Linked DNA regions of Gossypium raimondii: region 2 is linked to region 1. Evidence: chromatin contacts called from public Hi-C data. All regions are on one chromosome and are shown on one strand. The core of a region is the stretch at or near the end of the contact, and the rest is flanking DNA. Distances in the headings are between cores, read along the strand shown.

Region 1 (6,619 bases), core at 287-2,786:
CTTTTTTGAGTTAGTCTCGTTGAAGTTTATTAGCCTTGTCTATTCCTTTCTGTTTTTTTTTTTTTTCCTTGGTGCGTTCTTGCTGCTCTTTTTTGTGGTATTGCAGTTGTCTTGGGTGTTCTCGAAGCAAAGTCTTTAAGCTCTGCTTGGCTTGGGTGGAAGGTTTTTCCTCTCGGACACCTTCACCGTCGTTCTCAATTATGGAGAAGGACATTAATGTGCTGCTGGAAAGGTTAAATTTCTCAGAAGAAGAGTCAAAAAGGGTGATTAGCACTAATAAGTATTCAACAAACCCTAAGGGTTATGAGGTATGGGCAGTAGGGAAGATAATGTCTAAAGAAAAAATCAATAGAGAAGCTATGTACCGGGTCTTTAAGTCTTTATGGTTTACAAAGGAAGAGGTTAGCTTTGTGGCATTACCCGAGGGTATTATATTGGTCAATTTTGGTGCTATTGATGACAGGGCGAGAATCCTCAATCTTTCTCCTTGGCTCTTCTATCAGTGCCTATTTGCTATATTACCTTTTGTTAAGGAACAAGGTTTGGAAGAATATGCTTCAATATCACGCCTTTTTGGGTAAGGATCTATAACATACCCGTTGAGCAAATGGATAGACAGATGGCTATCGACGTGGGAGAAGCGATAGGTGTGGTGTTGGCGATGGATTGGCGGGATAGAGATGGGGGGTGGGCAAAATATATTATAGTTAGGGTCAAAATAGATGTGTTGAAACCCGTTCGAAGGGTGGTTCATCTTGTTGGACGAGAGGAAACTGAAATCGTTTGCATCATTAAGTACGAGCGGCTACCTGCTTTTTGCTATATCTGTGGATCATTGGACATACAACACAAAAGTGCAACAAAACCGAAGAACATGTTGGATCGGGTAACATTAGCTTCCAATATGGAAATTGGCTTAGAGTGCAGCCAGGAGGAACAGCCCAGGGTATAGGCAACTGGAGGAATGGTATTGAAATATTAGAAAGCAAGACAAATCATAGCACAGAGACAAATGACGTTAAGGAAAGAAATGGAGATGAAAATGATCCTACGAGACTTAAAGAAAAAGAAAAGGTTAGAACAGGAGAGGAGGAATCCGAGTCTGGCTCTACTATGGATAAACGACCAACAAAACTTGCACGTGATGGACGAGGAAGAGCGCGATGTAAAAGAAAAAGAATAAGAGTAGGAAATGGAGAGAACATTGCAGAAAGTCTTGCCAGACTAGTGCGTAGAAAGCTTGCGGACAATCTTTCACCTTGCAAGGCGGTGGCTGGTGACTAGCCCCGCCAAGAGCAATGAAGCTCCTATGTTGGAACAGTTCGAGAACTTAAGCAACATCTTATTGCTACTAATCCTGACGTGGTTTTCTTGTGCGAAACAAAATTGCAGTCTAATAATTTCTCTCGTGTTCGTAACCTATGCAGGATGTATGGGTGTTTGGCAGTGAATTCGACAGGTAGAAGTGGAGGCTTAGCAATGCTCTGGAAAGAGGGAGTCAATGTTGAAATTCAAAACTAGTCTTGTCACCACATTGACTCGCTGGTTCATTTGGAGAATCACAACAAAATTAGATTCACTGGCTTCTACGGACATGCTGACCCTAACCAAAGAAATTGTTCGTGGGACATTCTTAAAAGAGTTGGGAGATCGGTCAGGGAAGCTTGGATCGTGGGTGGCGATTTTAATGCTATTATCAATGAAGCTGAAAAGGAAGGGGGCCGTAGAAAATCTAGGGCTTCTATGGAGGAGTTCCGTGAAGTTATGGAGGAGCTCTCTATGGTTGATATTAAAACGGACAAGGGATGGTTTACGTGGGTGAACAATCGAGAGGGGAACGCTATGGTCAAAGAAAGGCTAGATAGGTTTCTTATCTCTGCGAATGATTTTGAAAATTTCTCGTTTCTTAAATCTAGGGTGGTGAGACAGTCAAAATCGGATCACGATGCCATTGTTTTGGACACGGTGGGTCATAAACTGAATGAAAACTTCAGGGATCCTAGACTATTCTTTAAAAACAATGTGTGTTGGGAGAAGGAGGAGGAAGCCAAAAATATTATCAAGAATGCTTGGAGCTGGATTAACATGGATACCCTTGAGAAGCTCGAGAAACTGGGCCTGAAGCTTGGTCAGTGGCAGCATAGACGCTACAAAAGAATGAAAAATCAAGTAGGCATGTTGACTGCGAAGATTAATAATATCATTGATGGGCCCAACAGAGAGAGTAATGCGAGTAAGTTGAAAATGGCGTCCATGAAGCTTGGCCACCCCTATGATAAGTGTAAAATTTTGTCCCGTTAAGGTTTTCGTGTTGTAATCACGAGATTGGGTTTGTCCAATTTGGACCTATTATGTTTGGATAATTGGGCTTTGGGCTTGTTTGGGCTTTTGCCCCTAATTGTTTTTTTTATTTTGTTTTGTTTTTATGCTTTTCTAATTTTAATAATAATAACAGAATAATGATAATAATAAAAAATTAGAAAATAAAACTTTTTAAAAAAATTATATTTTAGCCTCTAAATTTTTCATAATTATATTTGAGCCCCTAAACTTTTTATAAATTGCATTTTGGCCTCATATATTTTCTAAAATTGTGTTTTTGCCCCAGAAGTTTTGCGTTCTCTACAGTTTAGTCTTTCTGGACATGTCAAATCACTCAATCGGCACCCAGGCGTGCATTGCCACCTCCAGCTACTCCGGCAGCCTCCCTAGGTTCATGATGCCCTCCACTGTCACCTGAAGACAAAGAGAAAGAAGACAAAATAAGCAAGATTAAAAAGAAAAAAACTGAAAGAGAAGAGGGATTCGGATAGCTACCAAGAAAGAAAAAGCAGAAGCAAAAAAAAAATCAAAACAACAGCAGCCAAAAGCCATCGCCACCGTCATGCCACCAACATCGTCACTCCACCGCCAAAACCTAGACACAAAAAGCCAATCAAAAAACAAAAACAAAGAAAAAAATAGTAAGCAAAAAAGAAGAGCAAAAAAAAATAAAATAAAAACCAAAACTTCCAAAGCCACTACGACCATTGAAGGCGGAGGAGCGGGTTGTGACGCCTTCAACTGTAGTGTTGTCGAAATAGAAGAGAAAGAGGAGAGGAGAAGGAAAGAAAAAAAAGAAAAAAGGAAACGAGAGAAAGAAAAGAGAGGAGAGAAAAAAAGGAAGAGGAGAGGAAGAGAGAGAAAAGAACGCCGTGACTGCCGCACCACCGGGTGAAGAAATCAACAATGCAGAGAGATGAGGGAGAGAAGAAATGGCTGAGGGCTAAAGGAAGAAGAAGAGAAGAAAGAAAGAAGAAAAAGGAAAGAAAAAAGAGAAAAAGAGAAAAAAGAAAGAAAAAAGGAAAAAGGAAAAAAAGAAAAAGGAAAGAAAAAGAAAAATAGAAAAAAAAGGAAAGAGAAAAGAGAAAAAATAGAAACAAATAGAAGAAAAAGAAAAAAAACAGCAGCAAGCCAAATCTAATAGGCCTAGCAGACCAGTGCAAACTAGCAGCCAACCAAACACCAAGCCTGCTCCAGTAGCTAGTAGGCCTCTAAGCCTGTTCAAAGAAGAAGGTGCCAAAGCAGACAAAGAATGACCCACCCGAAAAAAAAAAAGGAGGAAAAAAAAGAAAAAAGTCCATTCTTCAAGCCCATAATTTCGGGCCGTTGGTAATTTTTTTTATCCTTGTTTGAATTTAGTCCATGTATTTAATTGTTGTTTCATTTCAATTGAATTAGTATTTTTAAATAGCATTTTTAGAAATATTATTACATTTATTTTACTTGCATTTTTAAAATAAAAAAATCATTTTAATGCATAAGGCAGCGAACCGATTTAAAATTAAGTCATAGATTGTATTTTCTGTTTTTCTTTTGAGAGGTAACAAAGAAAAGAAGAAGGGAAGCTTACCTCTCTCTGGCCGAAAGCGTCGATCGGCGCCACCTCCATCGTGATCGGAGCTTGGGTATAAAACCCTAGCAGAGAACAAAAAGGGAGGAGGGGTGCAGCATTCTTTTTGTTTTAAAATAGGTTATGAAATTTTTAAAAGGAAAAGTTGGGTTTTATTGAAACCTCAAAACGACGCCGTTTTATCCAAGCCTTGACCCGCGCGGTGACCCGACCCGAAGGGGAGGATCCGCGCGTTTGGCTTTAATGGGTAAATTGTGCATTGAGTCCCTCCTGTTCGTGGCGCGTTGCAATTAAACCTGCTTTGTTTCTTTTTAAATTGAGCCGTAATTTTTATTTGTTTTTCAATTTAGCCCATCGTCACAAGTTTTTTGGAGGAGGAATAATTTCCCTTTTGGTCCTCCACTCTTGCGGGCGCATTCAATGTGGTCCTATTTTCAGATTTTCTTCGAATTTAGTTTTTTTTCCCCTTTTTAGTTCAATTTATCCTTTTTTTATTTTATTATGTTGTGCTATGATTTTATTATTATCATTACTATTATTATTATTATTATTATTATTATTATTATTATTACTACATATACACGCATGTTTTAGATAATATACATACATATATTTTAAAAGATTTTAAATATATATATTTTGTACATACAAACGTTCTTTATATATACATACTTTTGTTTTCAAATTATCTTTTTTCTAAATACGTATATATTCGTATATTTCTATTTTATATGTACATATGCATATCTTTTATCCATACGTTTTTTATATTTTTTAACTTTTATATACTTTATATTTTATATATATACTTATACATTTTTTTGTAAATATATATACATATACACATATTTTTAAAAATCTTATTTTCATAATTTTCATGTACATAAGTACATACTTTTTTATAAATTATTACAAGGTTTTTGTTTATATATTTCATTCCTTTTCTCTCACATGTATACTTATATGTTTTTTTGAAAAATACATGCACACATGTTTGCAAATTTACTTGTATATTTTACTCATGTGTATATTTTGTAAATGTATATTCATATGTGCTTTAAATCTAGGTTTTTGTTTCATATTATACATTAACTTTTAACTTACCTTTTGGGAAATATATTTTGGTTTCATTAAAATATTAAAATCATGATATTTCATAAATTTTCGAGATATTTGGCATTCGTGATTCTTGAGAAAGATCGTGTCCTAACTTACTAGATTGCGATTATTTTTTGATGAATTTAGAAAGCCAAGTATTCGTTTTGCAATAAATTCGCAAATTTTAAATAAGAGCTTATTCTCGGGAATTCAAAAATGTTGGGTCCTAACTTACTGGTCATGACATTTTCTTCTTGAAATAAGAATTTTCAAAAGCAAAAGGCAATATTCGGGTATTTTGAAGATTTAAAAACATTGTGCCCTAACTCACTGGGTGTGGTGTTTTATTTCTTTGAAATAAGAATGTCTTACTATTTTGATTCATTCATGAAATAAAAAGTTTCCTTTTAAAATCTTTTCAAATTTTCGACATCAAGGCATTAAAGAATCAATTTGGTACCGATTTTGGGCGTTGCAAGGGTGCTAATCCTTCCTCGTGCGTAACTGACTCCCGGACTCATTTTTTCAAATTTCGTAGACCAAAATCATTTTAAGGTGAGCCGATCACACCTTAATAAAGGATCGGTGGCGACTCCAGTTTTATTTTTAAAAGTCGACAACTAAAATTTTTGTTTTCAAAAAAACGGTTTCGACAGCTTGGCGACTCCGCTGGGGACTTTTAGAGAGTCGAGCCATGAATTGGTTATGTTTTTTCTTTTTTTCGAAAATTAAAAGTTTTTTTTTAAAAAAAAACATGATTTCTCTTCGCATTCATTGATTTTTATCATAGGGTTTGCATGATTGGATCAAGTCGGTTACTTTGTATTTGCATTTTGCATTACATGGTCCGTTTTACCCCCTTAATTGGGAGCGAGAAACTAGTCCTTCGTGAGGTTTTCACCTCCGTGCAGGGTAGTGGACCGCTTCCGGGATACATCCGTACTTATGTCTTCGTGAGATTTTCATCTCCGTGCAGCCATAGGGAAATGTATCCCCCTGAACTGAACTCAATCCACATGAGCCTATAATGGGTGAGGATCGAGGAATCTGCTGGTTCGGGTACCCTTACTCTAGAAACTAAGCCTCATATAGTGAGCTTTAGGAACTTGCCCTAGGTAGAGCTATACCAAACCCTAGAGGGGTCCTGAATAGGTGCTTTTATAATTTCCTGTGTACATTGAATTATGATTTTATGCATGATACTAACTTGTGTGTTTTGTTTTGGCTGCATGACATTTTTGACTGCATGGCATTTCATCATATAAAAGAGATGTTGATTCACGTTTGGTTGTTAAGAGAGAACTTGCCAGGGAAAACGGGTTTCTTGATAAGGTGGAGGATAATACGATTGTTCGAGTATAGTCTACGCAAACGTGACACGAAAGGTAATAGCCTAACAAGAGGAGTATACGACTTTGCTGCATGACCTGAGGATTCAAATTGTCAAAGTTTCTTCAAAATTCATCAAAGGTCCCAATCTTTTAAAGAAGCTAATGAACGCGAGTGAGCAAGGAGTTACGACCTAGATCAAATAAAGAGGATCTCAAATTCGCGAGATGCATCTTAATATCCGAATGGTCGATGTCTTCGTTTGAAGTACGAGGGGGAAGCCGTATATATATATCCGCT
Region 2 (6,151 bases), core at 1,717-4,216, 260 kb after region 1:
AACATATGTGGTAAATTTGACTTAGTCAATAGTAGTTGAAAGAAGATTATAAAATGATCCAAAATACCTATTTGTATTTTTATAGAAGGATCATGATTAAAGTTTGCTATGATTATTGTTGAAACTCCTGAAGAGATCAAAATATGTTTCCCTAAAATTTTCCCTCACTCATGATTTTCAAAAGAATGGTGATAAATGCTTAGCAATACATTCAAATTTTCATTTGAAAAACTAGTATTCAAGATTGAATACGTAGAATATGAGAAAGTATGTTATGTTTTCATGAGGGGGAATAAATATGCGTTGTACTCTTTTTCCCTTAAACGAGGTTTTGTCCCATTAAGTTTTCCTGGTAAGGTTTTTAATGAGGCAGCATATTATGAGTGTTATAATTGTGTACTCTTTTTCCTTCATTAGATTTTTATCCGACAGGGTTTTTCCTAATAAGGTTTTAACGAGGCACATTATCTACCAATGGACATCCAAGGGGGAGTGTTATGAATATCTTATTAAGTGGATGTCCATCATGACCAAGATAAAGTTTTGATGTACTTTAAATTCTAATAGTTATTAGAATTAGATCTCTACTTCTTTTATACTTCTTATGGTTATAAATAGATACTTTGATGAAACATTGTAAATGATCCCTTTTGATAAATAAATTACATCCTCTGTTGCTTTCATATTTTTTTGTTCTTTATTCTCTCCATCTCTCTTTATTTTATAACAATTTCAACTTTTTGTTTTTTTTAATTTTATAATTAATAATCCTAGAATTTGTAATTTTTATGATAAATTTGAAAACATTTTAAATTTAATTTGATACAAAAATAAAGTTCAACAATGATAATATGTAAATCTTAATTTGGTGAAAAGAATAAAGTTAAATAATTGTAGTATCTAATACAAAAGAGCTCTTATTCTGAATTAGAAAAATTATTGTTTGAACCTACTTTAAACACATACTTTACATAAATATTTCAAATAGTTGGCCAACATTTTTAACTTCACTCCTACTTACGAAACAATACTACAACAAATAGTCCAATTCAAAATTTATTTCAAATTAGATTATTACATATTTGAACTCTGCCTTTTAGAGATGATGTCTAAACACTTAGCTATAACTTAATCTATATATTTTAATCAAAAAATTAAAAAGGATCTCCTATTTTCGAAACCAAACAAGGCAGAAGCCGATCACTATAATAGGCAACTTGTACAAGTATCCATATATCTCAGACAAAAATTTGGTGAGCCACATTAATTTGATTTAATTCCAAGCACATATATAAAAGGAAAGGAACTTTTCCATTTTCTTTCATATCATTCAACCCCTTGATGTCTCTATCTCCTTTGTTTGCTTCCAATGGCCAACCATCTTGATTGATATTATTCCAACCTTAAGCATATGGTTTCTAGATTCACATGTTATGGACCAATTTTTCCTTTTGCTGTACAATAAATATAATTAATAGTTTTAAACTAACATATTTATCATGTGAGATATTCCTTTGTTATTACAATAATTTAGAAGAGGTTTGAATATTCTCCATTTTAGATTTGAAAGGTTTATGGATATTTTAAAAATACATCAAATATTTAATGCATAAATTATATTTTTGTTTAACATTTTGATATATTTAATTATTTGTCTTACATTGTATTTACATAAATTAAATTATATGTATGAAATCATAATGGGAAGGAATCCACTTATACTTCTATAATATTTTGTACTTTAATACTTCAGTTATTGAATTTAACAATATAACGGTACATATTGTATATATACTTTTCAAATCGATCTAATCTTTAATATTGATAAAATATTATTTTTATTAATATATATGTAACGAATGAATCTTTTTACATAAAACAAATAATTAATATTTTATTATATTCAAAATTGAATAAAATATTAATTAATTATAATAATTAAAATATTAATCATATATAAAATTATAAAAAGAATAATTGTACCACAAGTAAATCTCTGTCATATATAATATATGTTCTTTTTTTTGCTGCTTTTTAATATAATCTGTATGTTCACACAAATGAATTACAAAATCCAGCTGTCGACCTTTTCTCTTGGTGCACTCTCATCACTTCATAGTCCCCATCATCATCATCATCATCATCATCATCATCATCATCATCATCATCATCATTATTTATAAGATAAAGATAAATTTAACCCCTAATATTTTTTTGTTTTGTCATTTTGATCCTTATTTTTGGGGGTCATTTTGGCGTTTAAACTTTCAAATTTAGTCAAATTATTTGTTTTTGGGCGGAAAATGTGACTGAATTGTTAAAATTTTAGCATCATTAATATGGCTACTAGGGTGATAATCCATGCATATTTCATAAAAATTCAAAAAGAAATTTAAAACTATTTAAAAATCAACAAATTTCAAAAAAATTTAAAATTTATCTATGTTAATAGTAAAATATACATAAAATGCCACGTGAACTTCCACATCAATGCCATTAATATTTTAACTATCCGGTCAATTTTTGATTAAAAGCAAGTGATTTAATTAAATTTTAAAGGTTGACGATCAAAATGACCCATAAAAAATAAATACCAAAATAAGGAAAATGTTGAGTTCTAAAATAATTTTTATACATTTATTCCCCATATCCAAATTTAGGTCAAATTAAAGAAAAAGAGTGACTCATATTTGGCACTAAAATTGGAACTTGCGTTTTCATTTCAAGTTCGTTAAATACCAAAAGCATATAAAATTATATGTATAAAAACAGGGGCTAGGGGATATGGTTTTATTTTTATATAACTCTTCAGACTACATACAATGAAATATGATTAGATCAAAGATGGTAACGTCAACAAATAAAGTTCAATCCAAACAGAAAAAGACAATGACCACATGATAATGATCGGACGTACCATGTGATTCGAGGGTCAATCAATACAGTACGTGCAAACATAGGCAGCATGGACCGAACATCGAAATCTAAACACTAAAGTGAAATGGACAGCTCGGTATTTCGTGGTTAAAAAAGAACCCCATCATCATCATCCATCATCCATCATCCATCATCCATCATCATCGACGTACTTAATGTGCATTGCATGCAAGCACACGTGGCTCAAACTCGTCGAAGAGTTCCACTTTCCTGTGTATGCCCATACCCTCATCATGTGGATTGCGGTGTTTTATTAGAGGCATACATATGTACATTACTGCAACATATTGAAGCTAAAGAAGAAAAAGCTAATAACACCAGTGTTAGAATTATTGCCAGTTGGGAGTGTGAGAGAGGGGGGGGGGGGGGGGAATCAATGTAAGGATAAGAATTCCAACTAAGGTAGGGACAATTGGTTGAGAAGGAAGTTTGGTATCAAATCAAATTTCGGGACAAATTTTTTCTTGGTCAAATTTTGGGAAAAAAATCCCTTATTTCATAATATTCAATTTAATTTTAAGGATAGATTTCAACTTAAAGGTATAAAGTTTAGGGACGTATTTACATGACTGTTTAAAAGTAATGTATATTGAAGGATTTGAATCCAAAACTTGGTAGAATTCTATTTAAATTAGAAATTGGATGGCTTTTTTTTTATGGCTTAATGGTATTGTTGGCTCTACAATTTTTTCAAAAAATTAATTAAACACTTTCAGAGGTGAATCCAGGGGGCTAGCAGGGGCCCTGACCCTCCCTAAAATGGAAAATTATTATTTTGACTTTTTAAAAAATTTTAAAATTTTAAATTAATAAAGATAAAATTACACTTTGTCCCCCTTAAAATTATGAAAATTTAATTTAATTCTTTAAAAATTATAAAGGTATAGACTATTAAAAATTAAAATTTTATTTCGGCCCTCCTAAAAAATATTTCTAGTTTCACCCCTGAACTCTTTACATCTAATTGATCCCCTAAACTAACAAAATTGGCCAAGTATAATAAGCTCTTTGACTGACATGGCCGTTAATGACGTTGATATGACACTCTATGTATGATTAATATATTCATACATTTAATCGTACATGCATGCAAACTCAATCAAATATATTATTAAATGGAGTACCACGTCAGTGCTATAACCGATCACGTCAATACTGTAGCGGTCAACGTTAGTTAAAAATAGATTTGATCAATTTGGTTTATTCAGGATTCAATTGACAAAAAAAAATTAAAAACAAAAACTTAATTGATTTTTTAAAATTGTTGGAAACGAATAATACAATTAAACTTTTTCTATTATTATTAATATAATTGTACGTTAAGCTTTTAGGGGTGTGGCTTTTCCCAAAGTGCCTTTACCTTGCAAGAAAACTTTTGAGTGGATGTTCAGAGTTTGAAAGATGGGAAAGATTTGTCCCACATTGCTTGGAAATTGGATAGGTAAAAGTGGAGTTCAACATTGAAAATATTTTACACTTTTTTGTAATGGGTGAAATGGACAATGATCATCCAGAACTTAAAAAAAAAACCCCCCAAGTTTACCAATCATTGATTTACTGGAAAATTCTCTGTGAATTACTGCTACAGGTTATCATCATGGCTGTCCCCTCCCCTGTTGCCGTCCCTACTGACTACTAGTGTTAAGGATATGGTTTTGATTTGAATGGTTACTGATTTATCTGGGATTCAGGAAAAAACAACGAGAAAGTTAAATGTCAATTTGAAATTTAGTGTTTGTTTTTATTCAATTTTTTTTTAAAATTCAGTTTTATTTTAGTACACATAAGAATAAGTTAAAATTTTCATTTATGAATTATAAAATTTTAATATTCAAATTTAAATTATAAAATATCGATGAACCGGATTGATATGAACGGATAAAATTATATTCGGTTGTGTTTGATTATATGTGATTTTAAGTTAAACTTTACTTTTATTTCTTTAAAAATAAAATAACATTATAATTTACACATTCTCGATGTGAGCAAAAAAAAGTTTATGTAAAAATTTATAAAATTTGATATAAAATTTAAATGTTGTTTTTATTAAAATGGTAAAATTAAAATAATAAAGATGGTTTCATGATTCTTATCATCTTTATGTATTTTTTAATTCTATTAAAATAATATTTGTTTTAATTTGTAAAAGAAATAGATTTTTGGTAATTTTACAATTAAGTTAAGACTTAGTTAATGGGTGATACTCATTTAGTCAAATACATTATTATAATATTGATACACTAATCATAATTTTTCAAAGGCTTAACTCACACATTGGTATCTAAACTATATTTTTTTTGTATCTTGATACTTCAACTTTTTTTGTCACAAATGGTATCTTTAGTCATCCCTATACATGTCATGTTCGTTGGATGGGATTCAAGCTCTTATTTTTGCAACTTTAGCTGCGGCTGATATAGGCGAATCTACGAAGGGTTATCATTGACTAGTTCTTGTTTTTGAAATAGTCTAGCTTTTTTTTTAACTTAGTTTGGTCCAATCCAATGTATGCGCAATTCAAGATAATCTACTTAGGAACCATAATATACAAATATGACAATCTAGAGTAATAACAAAAAAAGGTTATGATATTAGAGAATTGTAATAAAAAGGTAAACTACTTTCTCCCAAATTGATACATCCGTTATCTAACCATTAGTCAAACCATTAAATCTATTTTAAGAAAAAGGTTTAACCTACAAATTGATACTTAAATTATGCATTTTTTTTCTCATTTTGGTACGTAAACATTTATTCTCACAACTAGTACCTAAAATACTTTTTTCCCCAAGTTGGTATCTCTGCTAGTTTAACTGTTAGACAAACCGCTAAGTCTATTAAAAAAGGATAACCAATTAGAAATTGTCATGTGAGAAAAAGGCAAAAAGTGTTATTTGGTTCAATCGGTTAGTCCACTAGTTCTCAGTTTGATTAGTTTGTTTGGTTCGATCAAATAAATTATAAAAACCCATAAAATTTTAAAAAAAAACTAGAGAAATTTGGTTCAACTGCTTTCTTTAGCTTGATTCAACTAGTTTATATCAGTTCATGGATCAATCAGTTCAACCCCATCTTCGGACCAGTACCACGGCATCCTAAACCAACCAATTTGATAGGCCAGTCTGGCCCAATTTTGAAAACATTGGTTTTAATCGATGAAAGAACTTTTTTGAACCTGTTAGGTTGAGCAAGCAAGAGGTGAAGTTTAAAAATC

What was found. Hi-C and Micro-C count contacts between places; a contact is called where the count stands out from the background.
Region 2: a Hi-C map of leaf shows a contact between it and region 1, with 2.4 times the contacts expected there. The contact joins two enhancer-like sites. A contact is called at or near these places in 2 of 2 Hi-C or Micro-C datasets (both in leaf).

Annotation. Positions count from the first base shown.
Region 1 is chr1:36,358,600-36,365,218 of ASM2569854v1, forward strand. No RefSeq gene overlaps it. Among protein-coding and RNA genes, the nearest start is that of LOC128032631, 4.8 kb to the left of the region's middle. Within about 2 kb of position 1,537, the one cell type or tissue checked has open chromatin away from gene starts, as enhancers often do. A contact at or near this core is called in leaf, where this site is marked.
Region 2 is chr1:36,618,590-36,624,740 of ASM2569854v1, forward strand. No RefSeq gene overlaps it. Among protein-coding and RNA genes, the nearest start is that of LOC128033614, 21 kb to the left of the region's middle. Within about 2 kb of position 2,967, the one cell type or tissue checked has open chromatin away from gene starts, as enhancers often do. A contact at or near this core is called in leaf, where this site is marked.